3 separate regions of the Mus musculus genome follow, and all the other regions are linked to region 1. Evidence: chromatin contacts called from public promoter capture Hi-C data. All regions are on one chromosome and are shown on one strand. The core of a region is the stretch at or near the end of the contact, and the rest is flanking DNA. Distances in the headings are between cores, read along the strand shown. Region 1 holds the start of Pramel12 (PRAME like 12). Region 2 holds the start of Cep104 (centrosomal protein 104). Region 3 holds the start of Rragc (Ras-related GTP binding C).

Region 1 (4,496 bases), core at 1,092-3,591:
ACAAGGAACTAGAAATGTGAGTGAGCAGTTAAGAGTACTGGCTGCTCTTCCAGAGGCCCTGAGTTTGGTTCCCAGCACCCACATGGTGGGTGGGCCATCTGAAACTTCAATACCAGATCTGCCCTCTTCTGGCCACCCAGGACAGCAGACATAGACATGGTGCATACACATATACAGGCAAAACACCCATACACAAATAAAATTTTTAAAAAAAACAGATTCAAAATAATTTTGAGGTGAGGTTGTTTGGGTTTGATCCCAGGGCCTGGCCCAAACTAGACAAGCACTCTGCCAGTAGGCTGCATTCCTAACTCATTTGTTTCATTTTATGTAAACAAGGTCACCCCAGTCTAGCCCAGAACTGGAGATCACGCTTCATTGTGTTTCTAGGGCTGGAATGCCAGAAAGAAGTAAGCAGCCCACCTGGCTTCTTTTTATTTTAATTTGGATCAAGGTCAAGTTAAATTATCCAGGCTAAACCAACTACATTCCTATAGCTTCAGTCCTCAGACGAGATGGGACTTGTAGTCCTGTGCCATAAAACCTCTTCAATCCCAACGCCAAGGAAGCAGCAGAGGCAGGCAGGTCTCTGTGAGTTTGAGGCCAGCCTGGTCTTCAATGCTAGTTCCAGGACAGCAGGGGGTACAAAAGAAACCCTGTCTCTGAAAAATTTAAAAAAAAAAAACAAAAACAAAAAGTGAAAGAAAGAAAACAAATCTCAATTTAGATCTCAAATTTCAAAACATTAACTTTTGTAAAATTTAAGGAATTTCAAGCTAATCAATCAAATGTAGAGTTAGAAGGTCAGGGGTTCAACTGAGACCAGCCCAAGCTTAACGAGACTCTGTCTTTAAGAAATTTTAAAGTCAGTGGGCAACACTAGCTAGACATGGTAGTGCATGCCTTAAAACCAAAGCCTTAAAACCAAATACTCAAGAAGCAGATGCAAATGGATCTCTGTGCATTCCAGGTCACCCAGGGCTACAGAGAAACTCTGCCTAAAAAAAAAAAAAAAAAAAAAAAGTAAGAATGTAAATGAATAAAATCCAAACTCTAAGAAGATGGAATTAAAAGGATCAGATAAGACTATGTCTTCAAAATAAAATGAAATGAAAATTTTAAAATGTGAAGTCAGATATGATGAGACTACATGTGAATTCTACCATATTCTGCATGTGACTCTGTCTCTAAAAAGAAAAATTAAAATAAGCCTTAAATATTGAATCATTAATTCAACATTCAGAGGGGTGAGGCAGTCTGAAGCCAACCTGAGCTAGACTAAGGCCCCATCTAAAAAAACAAAAACAAAAACAAAAAACAAAGAAAAAATTTAACTTGACACAAACCAAGGTATAATTCTAGATATTCCATTAACTTTCAGCTTGTAGTTCCAGCTTGGGGAGGCAGATGCAGAACTGCCAGGTAATTTAAAAGCACTCTTGGCTGATCTGCGTTCTAGGTGGGCCTGGGCAGCAAAGTAAGGTCATGCCTCAAATAAAATAAAATAATAAATGAAACCAGCAAATTAAGGTCGAAGATGATGGCAACCATCACTATTAGTAAACTCAATGCCTGCGATCTGTTCCTGGGAAGAGAAGAAATCAGAGTTCCTTTGGCATCTTGGGTCAAGTGGCCCTCAATCAAAACTGTGCCCTTCTGGAGGTGACTGACTTACCAGAAACAAGAACTGATGGCAGAACTCAGAATCCCAGCAGGCCCAGGCAGTCAGTCCAAGCTCGGACTCCAAGTGCTGGTGAGTGTCTTCCCGAGCTTCTCTAAAGCTTTTATAGCCATCTTCACTTCAAACTTCCGGCCTGAGGCGTTTTCATCCGTCTCGCACTTCCGGCCTGCAGCGTTTTCATCCGTATCTGTCTCGCACTTCCGGCCTGAAGTGTTTTAGCCGTATCCGGTCCCACACTTCCGGGTTCCGTTTTATACTTCCGGCCTGAAGCGGTTTTTATTTTTTTGTTTTTCGGCGGTTTGTTTTTTGTTTTTTGTTTTCTTTTTGGTCGCCCCTCCCCCGGCTCGGTCCGCGTATTCTGTCTCACATTTCCGGTTTGTAGTCCCGCCTGTCAACCACAAGCCGTCCTCTGATTGGATGACTGAGTTTCCGCCACGTCTGGGCGTTTTCTGTTTCTGTATTGATTGACAACATAGTCTCCGTGGAAAAGGAAAAAAAAAAAAGAAAGAAAGAAAAAAACAGCCGGGAAAACCGCGCACATCCGCGGAGAGGCAGATGCAGGCGGATCTCTGGGGAGGTAAAGCCAAATTCACGGAGATGAGGGAAAAAAATCCTGAAAGCCGCGGAAGCGGTTCACGCCCTTAATCCCAGAACTCCTGTGAGCGATTCAGGCGGATCCCTGTGACGTCCGGAGCAGCCTGCTCTACGTAGAGCTCCAATACAGCCAGGACTACATAGTGAAACTCTGACTCAAAAAATAATAATTTAAAAAAAAAAACTGAGATTCCGTGAAAGTCAAAAGCCGATGCGTTAATTCACTTCATTCAATTTGTTTTCTGTATTTGCTTTACTTATTTATTTTCTTGTTAATTCACTTGGTTCTGCATTTCTTTCATGAATGAAAAAATAATAAACTAAGGACATGGCTGCTTCTAAGTATGGTGGAGGAGGAGGTTTATTGTAGGGGAAAAGGGAAGCATAGGCAGACAGCTGGGGGAGTTCAGAGTGGACATAACCCCTGAGCCATAAGACCCGGGTGCTGTGGCCAAAAGGTAAAAAGGGGGCAGGTAACTAAAATGGCTGGGTTATATAGAGAAGGGCAACACAAGCTGGAGAATTTGGGGTAGAAGGTGGAGTGTGCCAGCCATACCCTGTAACAAGGGGTACTGGGAGAACGTGGCAGCCTGGTCCACATTGATATGTTAAATAGGCACCTCAGCCATTTATTTGAGACTTAGAGTTTCAGAGGTGGAATCTTGCTCAGTACCTAAGGTTGATTTGGAACTCCAACTCTTAGCCAGTCTCCAGTCTCCACCTTCCTCTGGGGTTGAGCCAAGAGGAAGTTGTGAGCCAACATACCTGGCGGAATTGTATTCATTTGTGGCCCACTTAGTTCTAAGTATGAGTCACTGGGGATAGGAGTTTTAATCTGTGCCTGACGAATAGACATTTCTTAAAGCTGATATTATTATTGGCAAAGTTACGAATATGTTCTGGATCAGGGCCTGAGCTGGATGCTCTCTACCAGTCATCTGCTGTGGCATCTTCTCAGAAGGCAGGAAGATGTTCCCATTAATACTGCAGTAAGTGGCCTGGGAAGAAAGCTCAGTTTATAGAACAGTTGCTGCCCAGTATTCTCAAAGGTGCACTGTCCAGCAAGCACTGCATGCACCAGACAGACACTGTGGGGCATACTTGTAATCTCAGAACTAAAAAGTTAAGAGTTAGGAGGATCAGTTCAAAGTCATTTTTCCCCAAGCTTCATTGCCGGCCCAGGCTATATAGACCCTTACTCTCAAACGATGAAGAAACTTGCCTTTGAGAACAAAGGTTTTCCACATTAGGTTTTCCAGAAGGTAGAAGATGCTTCAGAAAGTGTCAGCCAGCACACTGGCTAGAGAACATGCAATAGAGAGTGGGGGCTGTGGGGTGGGTGAAATGGCTCATAGGTAAGGAGACCTGCCACAGCACTAGACTATTGGGTTCAGTCACACACTTAAGTGCTGGAAGAAGAAAACTGACTCTTGGGCTTGCCCTCTGACCTCCACATACACCCACAGACATACAGAAAATACACATACTTTTTTTTAAAAAATGAAAAGGAAGGTAAAGCCAGAGTGATAGCTCAAGCTTATATCTCAGCACTCAGGAGGCTGAAGAAAGCTTGCTACAAGTTTTGGGTCTAGCCTGGACAACATACTAAAACTCAGTTTCTAGTAAACAGCTAACACTGGAAGCAGGACCTCAGTGCCACAGGGTATCTTGCCATCAGACCTGAGGGCTTAGGTGATAATAACCTAGAAGCTCTGGAGTTAGGAGCTGTGGCAGCCTGGGATATCAGAGAGCAAGCACACAGTAGAGAAAGGCAGTACCTCTCTGGCAGTGTGGTTGGTAGCACCTGAAAGTTTTGGTTTTGTTTGTTTGTTTGTTTTGCTTTGTTTTAATATAGAGTCTCTTTACATAATCCTGCCTGTTCTGGAGCTCACTGTGTACTGACTTTGAAAACTCACAGAGGAGCTGGAGAGATGGCTCAGTGGTTAAGAGCACTGACTGCTCTTCTGAAGGTCCTGAGTTCAAATTCCAGCGATCACATGGTGGCTCACAACCATCTATAATGGGATCTGATGCCCTCTTCTGATGTGTCTGAAGACAGCTACAGTGTACTTGCATATATAAATAAATCTTAAAGAAAAAAAGAAAAGAATACTCACAGAGATCTGCCTGCCTGCCTATCCCCACTAGGTGCTGGAACTTATGTCATGTACCACCACACCCAGATTTCTTTTTAGATGAGACACAGGTCACACCCTGTAAC
Region 2 (4,896 bases), core at 1,999-4,498, about 11 Mb before region 1:
TTCAACTAAATGCACCACTGAAGCTACTGTGATTTCCCTGAAAGTCTGACCTGTGCTGCGAGCTGAATCACATCCTTACTGACGACCCTGCCTTTGCTGCACGTGATTATGCCCTAATGGGAGTCCCTGCATACACTATCGGGGGATACAATGTGGCTGCTGTACTTTTAAGAAAGGAGAAGGATCTGGGGATGGGTATCACTGAGGAATAGTGCTTGCCTATTGTACAGAAGACACATGTACGCACACATACACTCCAGAAACACTCATGTGCACATACACGCACACACTTGCACACACACCAAACAACCCCCCAATAACACCTAGTGATGCACAGGGAGGAGCCTTAGCGGTCGTGCCGACCTGCAGCCCTAGGGAAGACAGTGTATGTATACAGACGCACCAGGGCAGAAGGGAGCACAGCTGGGCCGAGAGCCTGACTCTGGACATTTCCAAATTTAATTCAAGAACTAGCTGGACCAGGATCATTTGCAGGCTCCCAGATCCCTACAGTATGTGGAAAACCACCCAGAGAAGCCCAATAGAGCATCTTGCTGGGTCACCTCCCCTCCCCTTCCAGAATGGCACAAGTAGTTGTCATTTCCCCCCTGGATCTGGAAAATCAAGCTGGGCAAGGATGGGCTCTGGCCCTTAGTGGGGGCATGGGGCAGGCAGCAGGGACAGCCTCTCCTCCCCCCCCCCCCCAGTCCTAGTGAGGGAAGGCAAACACTGCTTATTCTAACGCAGAGACTGCTGCAAGCTAAGTTGCCAAGCTGAGGAGAGATATGGCCAAGCTTGAGGGAGCTTGAGGAAGAACAACCGGCTGAAAAATTCTTTCACTGTGACTTTTCAGGGAATGGCCCTGTATCCTACCTCTCACCCTTGTCATCTGGAGGATGTGATGCTGTGATCCTAGCTCACCCCTCTCATCTGGAGGTTGTGGTGCTGTGATGTCTGCTTTACTGCCCCCTGCTCTCCATGTTGAAAAACAATAGAGTGAGCTTGGCTATGGCAACTCTGTACTTCCCTCCAACCCTGGCTGGGGCCTGCTGGGGCAAGCTTTCCTAGGCTTGGACAGTCCATGAATCCCATACCCCTACACAGTGAGGTTTATGAATGGGAACATACGTATGTGTTGCCCAGAAGAAACTCAACCTCAGGACTATCTAGAGACCACAGCAAAGGAGATTTCTCCCCACAGAGGCTCCTAGCACTGGAATCCAGAGCTGCCGAGGCCAACAGCAGTGGAGGGCCTGCCCAAGTGGAGCTAACTTTGGGCGGCAGCACTGACAGAGAGCAGCAACACACAGGTCCTCAGATGTGATCATACTGAGAGCCCAAAGTGCTTATGGCCCCTTGGTTACTTCTTAGTTACCAAGCCAATCAAACACTTGCTAAGCAAGATGCTGAAGTAAACCATCAGAAGAAAAACCACTGCTCCTAACACGGAACAAAGAAGTCCATTGGAAGTTTCTTGGAATAAGATACAACATTGAAATACTCTATAGACTCTGACATCCAAACTATCCCACAGGAAATCCGGCTCATGTGAACACACTTGATGTGTAATCTAGATCTTTCTCTTCCACTGGATTTGAAAAGGACCATCCCAAGAATCAATGCCTGTCTGGCATTTGCTGGTGTTTTGGGGTATGTATGTATTAAATTATTAAGAGTTAGAATGGCAAGTCACTGTTAAAGATGCTACATGAGTTCCCTGTGGCTGTAACGGCAGCAGAGTAGAGGAGACTGACCCAGAAAATAGCGGAGAGCAGTGATAAGCATAGCTGGGTGACTTGGCATGCTTCTCCTTTAATCTGTGAGGCTACACTCCTAGTTCACACAGGTTCTGAACCCCGAGCTGATCTCCCTCAACCACCATCCTCCCCTTTAGCACAAGAGGGCAGCACGGTATGAAGGATTACTGGATTCCACCCTTCTTCCTTATCTCTATTCCAGATGGGTACAACTGCCCGTTCAACCTATGCTCCTGTCAAGACAAACATTCTTTAAATCCAACTTTGATCACCCCTCTCCAGGTCTTAATTTTAAAACCCTAGGCAGCCCCATTGTAGGAGTAGAAGTGCTAATTATGACCGGACACCTTGTTTCCCCAGTCTCCATTCTTGTCTTGGATTTTTTTTTTGTTTGTTTTTATTTTTGGGACAGAGTCTCTTATTTAGGCCTGACTGGCCTAGAACTTGTTATGTAGTCTAGACTGGCCTCAAACTCACAGAGATTCTCCTGCCTCTGCATCCCAAGTACTAGGATTAAAGGTATGTGACACTATGCCCGGTTATGACTTGAATTCTAGAGAATAGTCAAATCTAACGAACTTCTCCAGTGCCTTGACCAGACCCTGTGTCTTCAAGAGCCCGTGTCAGGTGTGGTAGTGCATGCCTTTGATCCCAGAACTTGGAGGATCTCGGAGTTTGAGGTCAGTATGGTCTATATGTAGTAGTTCTAGGGCTACACAGTGAGACAGTCTCAAAAAAAAAAAAAAAAAAACAAAAACCAAAAAACAAGCAAGCAAACAAACAAACAAACAAAAATCAGGTCTGTCTACCTCGTCTCTGTGGTGCATAGAACAGAATGTTAACAGCAGATACAAGTGTATGCCCAATAAAACTAAAACAAAGTACGGGTACTGAAGATCCCTGCAGGAGGGCTGTGGGGGCAGCGTGGCCAAAACACTGGGGCCTCAATAAGGACATCTACAAAATGTACATTTTCAGCCGATGCACTCACTGGAGCCCTTCCACCTCCTGTTCCTTCCCGCCTCACAAAGCCCACCACAGATCTGGATCTGTGCAATGCTGTGTTACTAGCTGGTTACCACAGGCGGCTGGTGTTCCAGCTGCCACTAGGGCAGCCACAGCCAGCAGTGTCAATTGACATTTACCCTAGCATTGCTTATAAACTAAGCCCCAACTCTTCTATTTTTGGTTATGAACTTACCCTGTCATCTTTCCAACCAGAAACCCGAACTCAATGTAGCAACTTCCAAACATTTTGTTACAAGGATATGAAAAGTGTTTCCAGTTTTCTTTTCAAGAAAACGTAAATGTTACAATATTAAGTAATGATCTGGGGCCAAGTAATTTTAAGGACTGAGAGTGCTTTAGAGAATCTTAACGCTTAAAAAGCACAACAAACCAAACCCAGCGAACAAACAAAACCCCCAAACGACACGGATCGAAGTGTAGCCTACCCGGAGCCAGAGCTACAGTCTTTAGTCTCGTGGCAACTGCTCCTGTTCAGTAACGCATGCAGACGAGGACAAGGCGGGGCTCGAATCCGATTCCGGACACGAAGGCTGAGATGCGCTGCAGGGAGGCCTGGAACAGGCACTGGCCGCGCAGTCCCTCCAAGGCCAGGTGTCAGGGAGCCTCCGCCCCGGGTGCCTGCCGAAGACCGAGGCCACGCAGGGTCACAGAGCGCCGCGGAAACGACCAGGCGGGGCCGCTGCGATGTCGGCCTCCGCTATCTTCGGAGGGGTCTCGGTCCAGCCGCCCCCACCCCGGGCCTCTGAGGAGGGCAGCAGAGGAGCAGCCCGGGCTGCCTCTGCCCAGGGCCCGGGCCGCAGCTGCGCTCCCATAGCAACCAGGCCGGCCCGCGCGGTACGCCTGCGCGTCCGCCCGCCGGCGCCTGCGTGCGCATCCAGGCCTCGAGGATTCTGGCTGGGGACAGGTCCTGCAGTCGGACGTTTCCGGTTGCACCTACCTACGTAGAGAAAAGAGTTCCGGGCCGCGTCTACGCACCACAGTTCCGGGCAGGAACGTTACAAGTCCAGTGTCGCTACGGTACCGCAGCCCTGCAATGTGCGCGGTGCTCCGCCAACCCAAATGCGTCAAGTTGCGAGCCCTACATAGCGCCTGCAAGTTCGGCGTGGCGGCCCGGAGCTGCCAGGAGCTGCTGCGTAAGGGCTGCGTCCGCTTCCAGGTGGGTCTTGCATTCCGGGCAAGCACTGCGCGGCGGGCACCTTGGCTTCCACCCCTACGATTTCCATCCTCTTGGGTGGGCTTGGACAGGCGCTAGGCTTCTACAGTACGCAGAGCTGGCTGTCTGGAAGCCAAGACTGTTGTGGGACAAGCTGATCTTCTTGTCCTCCAGCTCCCGATGCCCGGTTCCCGGCTGTGCCTGTACGAAGATGGCACGGAGGTGACGGACGACTGCTTCCCGGGCCTTCCCAACGACGCTGAGCTCCTATTGCTCACCGCTGGCGAGACCTGGCATGGCTGTGAGTAGGAACACTTTGGAGATGGGAGGGACCTACACGGTTTAAAGCCTCGTCGAGGGGCCCGGGCAGGAACCCAGAAGATCTGGTTAAAGGCTCTGAATGCCAAAAGCTTTTGCTGAAGAACTTTGATTTTAATTTTGAAACTGCCAAGGGCAAGGGAAGGATTGAGACTGGGGTCGGTGCTGCTGTGCTGTGCTGTGCTGTGCTGTGGTGTGCTGTGCTGTGCTGTGGTGTGCTGTGCTGTGCTGTGCTGTGCTGTGCTGTGCTGTGCTGTGGTGTGCTGTGCTGTGCTGTGGTGTGCTGTGCTGTGCTGTGCTGTGGTGTGCTGTGCTGTGCTGTGCTGTGCTGGGTTGGGCTGGGCTGGGCTGGGCAGGGCAGGGCAGGGCAGGGCAGGGCAGGGCAGGGCAGGGCAGGGCAGGGCAGGGCAGGTCTTGGTTCCATTCACTGTTGCTCCGGGCTGTACTTCGACCAGTGTGCTGAAATGCTCTCAGGTATCATGGTTTTCATTCAGGCTATTCTAGGTAGGTGTGATGACAGATCATTGTAGTCTTAATCCGAATTTCCCTGGTGGCTAATGGGATTGGGTATTATCTTCCTATTTACCACTTGAAGGCACTCTTCAGAGAAGCGATTCTTCGCGTTTTTTGTGTTTCTTA
Region 3 (4,363 bases), core at 1,366-3,865, about 19 Mb after region 1:
CATCAATGACATATATCAATGCTCCTGTGCCCCTGAAGATCATTTCGTAGTCAAAGGTTGGATCAAAGAAGTCCATCTGCCCAGGAAAATCCCAAATCTGGAAGTTCACAAAGGAGCTGTTGGAAATGTCATCTTTATAAATCTTGTTGGTACTTTCCAAAAAGAGAGTCTCATTGGGTGACATCTTATGAAACACCACCTGTGAGGAGAAACAGAGACAACTTTGTAACTATTTAACTATACAAGTCATATTAGAAATCCCATGGCACCAACCTTACAACTGTGACCTTGATGCAAAATAAATAAATAAGGTAATAATAGGACAGTCAATCACTGGTGCTATTTATTCTTCTATTTCTGACAAAAGGCACCAAGTTAATTTCCACTCAGTCCACTTTGAAGATGAGTTTTTCTCTTACTACTTTAACTGTGTTCTCGTGCCACCATCTCTGACCCATACGGTTTCCGTGTATTTGCTTTTTCTATTCTCAGGGTTTGTAACTTTTTGGAGGGGAGCAGAGGAGGGCTGTTTTGAGAAAGAGCCTCAGCTATATAGCCCAGATTAACCTCAAAATCCAATTCTCTTGCCTCTGCCTCCTCCAGTACTGAAATTACAGTACCACCTTGCCAGGTCCTATTGGGTTTTATTAAGAGAAACAGAGACAACGTTGTGACTATTTAACTGCCAAAGTTACATAGAAATCCTGTGGTACCAATATTACAACTGTGATCAGAGATTTAAACTTGTCAAGACCCGCTTTAAGATCATGAACTATTCTAGGTAATGTTTGAGACTTTGTGTTCATTCAAAAATAACACACACGCCTACCTCAGGCTCTTAGGAACAATAAAGACAATGGAGGGGATCCTGAGTAGGTAAAACTGTCCAGAGTGAGAAGTAGGGAGACCTGGGGGAGGAGGGAAGAGGCAGCTCCATAAGGCAGGAAATGGTAAAAACAATAAGCTGCCAATCATCACAGCAGGGAGCCAAAGGTGTAGCTCAGTGTGGTCCCAGAGCCTGCCTATCATGCATAATACCCTGGCTTCCAGCACCTGCACCAAGCCAAGCCAACCTGATAGCTCGTACCTGAAAGCTCAGGATGAGCTTAAAGTCACCCTTGGCTACATAGTCAGTTCTTGGCCAGCCTGCTATACAGGAAGAAAACAAAAAAACCACAGCAGGGCTGGAGATGTAGCTTTAAGGCTTGCCTGATACAACCCTAACATACAGCAAATTTGTCTCTCAGTGTTAACTTGGAAGAGAGAAAAAGTTCTCATAGGTTTCAAGTGGTAGTTACTTAGCATAAGCACTCCCCCCAAAGGTCTAACTTTGACACAGACGTGAGAAAATAAAACAGTTGTCCAGCAAGTGCAGGGGCGGAAGATGTGGGGGTAGGCAGCGATGTTGCTTTTTAAAAACACCACCCCTACAAAATACCAGAGATTTCTGTTTGGACAGACCTTTGTGTCAGAGTGGAAATGGGGAAAGCATGGTTGTCTGTGACCGTAGTTTTACCAGAAGTTCGCTCTGTTTGTAATGGGAATGGCTGATTGAAAGAAATCAACCCTGCCTCTATTTCCCTAAAAATACAAAGCCTTAGGCATTCATTCTATTCGTTCACGACGGACCCAAGTGAAAACAAATGCACTGATGTCTGTCCGCCTGCAAAACCGTCTCCAAAGATCGCTGTGACCAGCTACTGGGGACTGTCACCTGTAACTGCAACCACAGGGCTACAAGTTCTAAATAAAGTAGGTGTAGCGATAGAGTCCCCCCCCCCGCCCCCCCCCCCAAAAAATGTTTTTACAGAAGTCTCCAACAGACTGACAACAAACACTGAGATGCCCAGTGTCTTCGCCACAACACTTTCAGGCGCCGCTACGGTCCAGAGGCTGGGAGGAGATCCCTGAAAACTCCTGTCACCTAAGTGAGATGCGGCGGGACAGCACGCTCACCAAGTTCTCCGCGTGAGAACCGGGGACGACGGGTCGGTTTCGTCAACGCCACAAGGGCAGCGACCAGAAGGGAGGAGTTCTAGGGCGGTGACCGGCACCTGCCTCCTCCCTCCAGCCAGCGTCGCCTCCTGGCCCCCCTCGACCCTCGGAGGCCCAGGTCGGGGACCCTGGGCGAACCGCGCCCAGGCTCTGCGCTCGCAGGTGTGGACAGTGCCCGGGGACGCAGCGCCAGGCCTCCACCCTCTCAGGCCTCCTGGGCACCCGCCACCTGAGCGCCGTGGGCCGGGCAAAACCAAGGGCAGGCGGCGGCTGCGGGGCGCTCACCTTCTGGATGGAGGATTTGCCGCTGCGCCGGAGCCCCATAAGCAGGATCCTCGGCTTGGAGCTGTCAGCGCCGCCCGGGCCGCAGCCGCCGCCGGCCCCCGCGCCTCCGCCGCCACCCGCCGCTGCCTCCTCTTCCTCCTCCTCCACGCCGTAGCCGAAGTCCTTGGGGAACGAGTCGGCTGCGCCGTAACTGCCGGCCAGGGGCGTCTCCTCCGCCCCGTACTGCAGGGACATGGTGCTGGACCACCACCGCCCGCGCCCTGACAGGCCAGGCCAGGTTAGGCCGCCGCCTCCCCAGGCCGCCGCTGTTGCCGCCGCCCCCGGCAGTAGCCGCCGCAGGGCCCGCCCATAAGCCCAGCTCCGATTGGGCCGCCGCCAAGCTTCGGTTTATTATTGGCTGGGCGGGCTGCCACTCTGGGACAACAGGGTAAGTGGTACTATCACGTGCCCGGAATCACCTGACTAGCAGCGGCAGAAGGGGGGGAGGCGTCACGAGGAGTTCGGCCTGGCCGCGCCTCTCGTCGGCCTCCGGGCCTTCGCCCTGGGGGCACAGCCCGCAACGCACCTCGGCCTTCCATGCGCGCGCTGGGCTGCTCCCCGCTCCCCGCCTTCTTCCGGGCTCCGAGAGCAACGCAGGGAAGCTTCTAGGCGTCTGGGTAAGAATTCTTTGTGCCCCCCTCCCTTGTTGCAGCTGCCCTGCCAGTATTTAGTGATGCTTGTCAGGTCCTGGGTACCAGGAAGGCACTGGAAACTGAATTGCCCCTCCATGCCCTCAAGTTGCTTGAAGCTGAACAGAGATTGGACTTCTGTGTAAGTTGACTCAGTACAGATTTTATGGGAAAAGGCCATGAGGATAGATGAATTGCTCTGGAATTGGGTGAGTCCACCGGAGGTCGTGTGTGAGCCAGTCCAGACCTATAGATTCGGCACGTGCGAAAGGCAATTAGGAATCTCAGTGATAACTTGCCTATGCTGGTACCTGGAACCCGATAAGGAAAACAGATACGAGCATGCTAAAACATCTTCTAATTCCGTAAGCAGATCGCTGATAGGATACTGCTGCCCTTATATTCTACCGACTCCATCTTCACGCCCACCTAGTGCCCCTCCAGTAACCCATCCAGCAACTGAGTACTTGACTTCTTTGTGATTAGAGACTAGAGGAATTAGGGCTAATGAAGGCAAATGATTACTGCCAAAGTATGTTTCAGAAAGTTGTAAATGTCTCGGACTCCCAGAAGTGGAAATTTGACAACCCTTAAAATACAGCCGTGTACACTCAAAAGGAGTTGGGGTAGGGATAGGGCTTCTGGTTTTACAAAGTGACTGTTGTTTGCAGGGCTAAGGATGAAATTCGGGGTCTTTTGCGCATGCTAGGGAAAATTCTACCACATAGTCTCATCTCCTACTCAGACAGACTGATCTGACTGTAGAGAGAAAAGTAAGCTCTAGTAGGCCGTCACAACCTCACCTAAAAAATATCAACTCCACAGTACCTAATAGACAGGCAGAATGCACTTAAATATGCGTGTGTCTCTCAGTATCAATGGGAGAATGCTTTCAGGACACCCTTAATCCGATTAACCGACTGGAAGACGGTCAGATTCCTAGTATAGGCTATTTACATGTGAACCTATGCACACTCCATGTACTTTATATTATCTCTGCATTAATTATAATAACCAGTACAATGAAAAATGAAATTGTGTCTTTGCCAGGCATGATATGATGGCCCACATCCGTAAATCTCAGTACATCTGAGGCAGGTGTAGAATTCCCCCCAAAAAGTTCTAAGTCAGCCCACTCTACACATCCTTGACAGCCTTAGCTAGAAACCCCTTTTTTAAAGAATGGGATGTGTGTATAAATAGTTGTTGCACTATATTGCATAAGTGTAAAAATAAAGTCTACATATGTTCAGTACAATTCCCCCAAAATATTTCCAATCCAGTTGGCCTAATCTATGGATTCAGAGAACCAACTGCTGTGCCAGGGGAAATCAAATTTAACGGTAGCTTTGATAAAAGGTTTAACAGTTTTTGGGTGGAATATATGAGTAGAGATCATAGGACAACCACAGATA

The links. Promoter capture Hi-C pulls out the DNA fragments that hold promoters and counts their contacts.
Region 2: a contact with region 1 is called in a promoter capture Hi-C map of pre-B cells. The contact joins the promoter of Cep104 here to the promoter of Pramel12 in region 1. A contact is called at or near these places in 4 of 39 promoter capture datasets (the C10 cell line, liver, neutrophils and 1 more).
Region 3: a contact with region 1 is called in a promoter capture Hi-C map of pre-B cells. The contact joins the promoter of Rragc here to the promoter of Pramel12 in region 1. A contact is called at or near these places in 3 of 39 promoter capture datasets (frontonasal cranial neural crest, liver and pre-B cells).

Annotation. Positions count from the first base shown.
Region 1 is chr4:143,410,271-143,414,766 of GRCm38.p6, reverse strand. Pramel12 (PRAME like 12) reads right to left here and starts at 2,341. Exons shown (of 5, transcript NM_172877.3): 1 at 1,676-2,341.
Region 2 is chr4:153,973,913-153,978,808 of GRCm38.p6, reverse strand. Cep104 (centrosomal protein 104) reads right to left here and starts at 3,248. Exons shown (of 22, transcript NM_177673.2): 1 at 3,212-3,248. It overlaps Dffb (DNA fragmentation factor, beta subunit), which reads left to right and starts at 3,728. Exons shown (of 7, transcript NM_007859.4): 1 at 3,728-3,942; 2 at 4,114-4,240. The coding sequence starts at 3,820.
Region 3 is chr4:123,915,685-123,920,047 of GRCm38.p6, reverse strand. Rragc (Ras-related GTP binding C) reads right to left here and starts at 2,615. Exons shown (of 7, transcript NM_017475.2): 1 at 2,281-2,615; 2 at 1-199. The coding sequence starts at 2,514. It also overlaps D130007C19Rik.